2 separate regions of the Hordeum vulgare genome follow, and region 1 is linked to region 2. A link is a contact called in public Hi-C data. All regions are on one chromosome and are shown on one strand. Each heading gives the region's core, a stretch centred on a gene start, on an enhancer-like site or on the middle of the called end of the contact. The rest is flanking DNA. Distances are from core to core; before and after follow the strand shown.

The links. A called contact is a pair of places that touch in the nucleus more often than the background predicts.
Region 1: a Hi-C map of leaf shows a contact between it and region 2, with 6 times the contacts expected there. The contact joins the promoter of LOC123452213 here to the enhancer-like site in region 2. A contact is called at or near these places in 2 of 6 Hi-C or Micro-C datasets (both in leaf) and 1 of 1 datasets of contacts at active chromatin or transcription factors (embryo).

What each region holds. Positions count from the first base shown.
Region 1 is chr5H:470,984,535-470,987,234 of MorexV3_pseudomolecules_assembly, forward strand. LOC123452213 (pentatricopeptide repeat-containing protein At3g12770-like) reads left to right here and starts at 1,414. Exons shown (of 1, transcript XM_045128823.1): 1 at 1,414-2,700. The coding sequence starts at 1,414. LOC123399101 (transcription factor BIM2-like) reads left to right here. Exons shown (of 11, transcript XM_045093523.1): 3 at 265-546.
Region 2 is chr5H:470,793,052-470,795,751 of MorexV3_pseudomolecules_assembly, forward strand. No RefSeq gene overlaps it. Among protein-coding and RNA genes, the nearest start is that of LOC123399089, 110 kb to the left of the region's middle. Within about 2 kb of position 1,435, at least 2 of the 3 cell types and tissues checked have open chromatin away from gene starts, as enhancers often do. A contact at or near this core is called in leaf, where this site is marked.

The DNA.
Region 1 (2,700 bases), core at 164-2,663, 190 kb after region 2:
CCTCCATCCTTCCTATCTGGCCCGGGGGCCCACCTTGATTACACCCCACGAGGCCACGAGCTTAATCATGATTAGTCCAGCGCAACCCTTGTGTTAGTTCGTTCTCTTTTTTTTTCCTGCGAAATTGGTTCATTCTTCTTACTAGCAGTCTAGCACAAAAAAAAGGCAGAATTATTAATAATTTTTTTCCTTTTGGTTTGTTGATGACGAGTTTAGTTATGTTATATTGCTGCTGAATACTGAGAAGCAAAAAAATTGCTACAGGTTTCTTTCTGAAGACGCACGACTTCCTGCAGCCGCTGGAGAAGCCGGCGGCGTCGGCACCGTCCGGCGCGGACAGGCAGCAGCAGCAGCAGCAGCAGGCGACGACGACGAAGCACGCGCTACCCGGCGGCATCGGCACGTTCAGCGTCAGCCAGCAGGCGCCCGGAGCCGCCGGACCGCAGCCGTCCGCCGCCGCCGCCGCGGTGGTGGTCGTCAAGCCCGAGCCGCCGCCGTTCGTGCTCTGGGGCCAGCCCACGGCATCACAGCCACCGAGAGCGCAAGGTTAGCACGTGTAGCCTTTAGCCGATGATCATCTCTCTCTCTCTCTCTCTCTCCGGCCGTCGTTGCCCGTGAGCTCTGGTGAAAGCCAGCGGTTGTAGATGCTGCTACGCCTCCGGGTCCGGGGCCGGGCCTCTGCTTTCCGGTCGTCGATCGACGTCGACGTGCCGGGCGCACGCAGGCACGCACGCACGTGGATCACGTCGTCTTCCCCCTCTCACCACGTCAGTGCGCACAGCTCAGTACCTACCTACCTACCGTGTGCTGTAGCCGCTGGCATGTCTCCGTGACACCCTTCCCTCCGTAGTCGCACTTTTGCTACGTGCAGCACTCCTTTTTTTTCTTCCGACAGAGAGGACGAGGTACAAGCTGGGCCTCCCTGTGTGGGCCGGGATAATGGGTCGTCGGAAAGGGGGCCTACGGCCCGTGCAACTGATGAGCCTGTCCTTGCACCCCACGTGAACAGCCGGTTTTCGGCCCAATAGCTATCCTTCTGCTGCTACACGCACGCCGTCCGTCCCCACAAATCCTGGGCGTTCCCAGTGGCGTGTGGGCCACTTTTTTTTTTTCTGCTTTGTTCCGTGTCGCTGTTGGGTAAAGGGCCGGGAACGAGAGCTAAAGGAGTCCCTGTCTCTGTCGTCCACCTTGCAGTTGCAGGCCACAACCACCACCAGTGGTCGCTCCCCTTCGCCGGCGCCGGGCAGGCGGCCACCGCGTCCAGGAAGCACCCGGTGGAGAGGAAGCGGCGCGGCGGCGGAGGGTTCATGGACTCCGGCTCCAGATCCAGCGGCGGCGCCGGCTTCGACGACGACGACGGCCTCGCCGCGCGCCGCGAGGTCTCCTCCTCGCTGCAAGGTACCGCAATTCCGATATAACCCACGAGCAATTTCGTTCTCGGGAGCGCGCAGGCTTGTCCATCCCGATTGCTTCTGTTTCTGTTTTTTTTTTCTTCTTCTGTTTCGTTTTTTGCTAGAAAGCCCCCATTTTTGTACTCTCAGGGGAGGCAGTGTTCGTGTAGAGTGGAAACGGAGGAGTTGGCGCGAGCTGATGGCGATGGAGGCGCGGTGCGTGCGGCCGTCGCACGTCCACCAGCTCCACGCCCACCTCCTGGTCTCTGGCCGCCTCCTCGGCGGCTCGCCGGGGCTTGCGCTCCTGCTGCTGCGCGCTGCCTGCCGCGTCCGTCCGTCCCCGTGCCTCCGTCCCCTCGCCCACCATCTGCTCGACCACGTTCCCCGCCCGCCCCCGCACCTTCTCCACGCTGCCTCCCGCCTCGCGTTCCGCCTCCGCCTTACTTCCCTCGCGCTCCGCCACTACCTCGCTCTCCGTGCGGGCCACCCGGCCTTCCTCCCGCCGGCTGCTGCCATTGGCGATGTGCTCAAGTCTGTCCCTGGCCGCGTAGCCCATGCCCACGGGTTACGTCTGACTGACGGAGACACGCGATTCCTACATAATTCACTCATCCCCATGTACTTTTCCTGCGGGGATGCCGGCCGTGCTCGCCGTGTGTTCGATGGAATGCGTGACTGCGAAAGGGACGTTGTCTCCTGGACCTCTCTCATCTCCAGGCTCGTGCAAAGTGGCAGTCCCTTGCAAGCGTTGCGGCTGTTTGCAGCGATGATGTGCTGTGATGTCCGTCCTGATTTTGTGCTGCTCGTCACAGTCCTCAAGGCGTACATGGAGCTTGATGACTTGCCAGGTGCCCAATCAGCTCATTCCTTGGTAGTCAAGGGTGGCTTTGATGATGAACAAGATGTTGTGACCACGCTGACGGCCATGTATGCCAAGTTTGGCTGCATCGTGGCTGCAAGGGCACTCTTCGACAGGATCCCGCCCCCACGGGTAAATGTGATCCTGTGGAATGCCATGATATCTGGTTACTCGAAGAATGGGCTTGCCAGCGAGGCAGTGCATTTGTTCAAGCAGATGCAGGTGTTTGCAAGGAGCATGAGCCCTGATTCTGTCACATTGCGGTCGGTGATCATGGCATGTGCTCAGCTCGGCTCCACCGAGCTTGCAGTATGGATGGAGGATTATGTACGCCGCAGTGAGTGCAGGGAGGATGTTCTCGTGAACACAGCGCTGATTGATATGTACGCTAAGTCAGGGAGCATTGCCCATGCACGCAGAGTCTTTGAACAGATGCATGCCCAAGAGCGG
Region 2 (2,700 bases), core at 185-2,684:
CCATGTTGATAGATTTTAACGAATTTTTTTATTATAAAAAACCCGGAAGAAAATACCAGACGAAAAAACCATGGCTCACGCGATAGAAAAAAACACATGGTTTTTTCCTTTTCGAGTCGTGCCTCTCGCGAAGGCAAAATCGTGCCTCTCGCAGAAGCAAAATCATGTCTCTCGCGGAAAAAAAGAGAGAGCAGAAAACATGTTTTCCCCCTTTTCGGAAGAGACACGGACGTGCATCTCACAAAGGCAAAACCGTGTCTTTCGCAGAAGCAAAACCGTGCCTCTCGCAAAAAAAAAACAGAAAACACGTTTTCCCCCTTTCGGGAGAGGCACGGGCGTGCCTCTCGCGAAGGCAAAATCGTGTATTTCGCGGAAGCAAAACCGTGCCTCTCGTACAAAAATGAAAACGCGTTTTTTCCGTGCGGAAGCAAAACTGTGTCTTTCGTAAGAAAAGAAATGAATTTTTTCGCGTAAAAAACACGTCTTTCACAAAAAAATTGATTTTTTTCGTCCAAATGTTACGAAACACCGGTGAAAACCATAACACCAAAAAAAATAGCAAAAAAACACTCAAAAAGGGTGAAAACACGTGCAAAAAAACAAAATCCAAAAAAAACCGCTCAAAGCGCGAAACGTGACAACGCGCCAAGTGACGACGCGCTGGAGCAATCGCTGGAAGGTTCCCGAGGGAACGCTCGCTAACTAGTTGTTTTCCACGGACCATCACTTCTTTATGTTCTCAAATGGGCCGCTAGTATGGCCGGCCTTGCTGCCCATGGCAAAAAATAAATAAAAAATCGTTGATACACAAGTGTGGGCACGGCTTTGTATCGCCTTGCATGAGACAGAGCTAGCACTCGCCTACAGCGCCAAATTAGCTTCCTGCAGGCTAGTTTAATTTTATTTATTTTTAGCAGAATTTTATTTGTTTATTAATTTATATATTTCCCCCATATTTTAGAAAAAACATTAAGTACATACATTCCAAAAATTATACATTTACTCAATTTTAATTGTAAAACGGAAAAAGGAGAATGGAAAAATGTCTCAACATGCATTAATAAATGTTTGACATGTAAAAAAAAAGTGCAAATACAACTATTTAAAAGAATGTTAAACCTGTATAAAATAGTGTTTTATATGTTACCAAAAATATACAATGTGTAAGAAAAAATAGACATCAAAACATATATTTGAAAAATGTTAACCGTGTATAATTTTACGCTTTTTTCAATAGAGAGAGTAGTGTGATTTTTCTTTTTTTAGAGTCATGTTTAGTTTTACTTGGGAAATACAGCAGTCCTTATAACTCCCCTAAAAAATAACACACAGTGCTTAATGGAAGAGGGGAAAAGAACAAAAGTAAGGCCATGCACCATGGACCAATACTTCTTTATGTTTCTCGAATGGGCCGCTCGTATGGCCGGCCTTGCTGCCAATGGCAAACAAAATATGGTTGCTATATAATTGTAGGTACGGCTTTATATGGCCTTGCCTGAGACCGAGCTAGCACTCGCCTACAGCGCCAAATTAGCTTCCTGCTGGTTAGTTCGATTTTATTTGTTTATTAATTCATTTACTTTCCCTATATTTTAGGAAAAACATTAAGTACATATATTCCAAAATTTATACATTCACTCAATTTTAATTGAAAAACTTAAAAATGGAAACACGATGTAGATTTTTTGTTGATGTAATTCAAAATGCAAGTATTTAAAAGAATATTAAACATGTATAAAATAGTGTTTTATATGTATACCGAAAATGTACAATGTGTATGAACAAATAGACATCAAAACATATAGTTGAAAAATGTTAAACGGGTATAAATATTTTATCATGTGCATGAAAGCAATAGAAAGTGCTAAACTAACGAATGAAACAGAAGAAAACTGTAGGAAAAAAGGAAAAAGAAAAAGAAAAATCTGAAGAATGAATCAGAAGAAAACTATAGGAAAAAAAGAAAAAAAGCATAGAAAAACCGAAGAAACCCCGAAGAAACTGACACAAAACTGTTAAAAACAAGTAAAGAAATCGCCATGGACTGTTAAAAAGAAGTAAAGAATGCACCATGGATCGTTACTTCCTTATGTTTCTCATGTGGGCTGCTCGTGTGGCCCGCCATGCTGCCCATCGCTAAAGAAAATGGCAAAAGAAAATGATTGCTACACGAGTTTGGCCACGACTATGTATTGCCTTGCGTTTCAGAGCTCATCGAGACAACTACTGCATCTTGGCGAGAAGAGCTAGTACGTTTTGTCTTCATACCTTTCGATGCCTGAAGCGATTCTTAGAATTCCATTATGCACACGGAGGATTGACAACTTTTGGACGTGGAGCGAGGACCCTCGTGGAATCTTCACGGTGAGTTTCGCATATCGCATGCTGGTTCGCACAAAACTGAATCACGAGAATTGGCTAGAAGGCCGGGACGAACCATCAAATAGTGAGGCTGAGGGGAAAGATTGGAAACTTTGTGGAAGCTGCAGGTCCTGTCGAAGGTTAAGGTGTTCCTCTAGCGTTTGGCGAGGCACTCTATGCCTGCAGGGGAGTTACCGCATCGACGGAATATGGCAACGGCTCCAGCATGTCATCTTTGTGGAGCTCAGGATACTTGGAGGCATGCCCTTCTGGATTGCCCAATGTCGCAGAGCACATGGGCACTGTCTTCGGAAAAGATTGGATTTTGATTTGTATGAA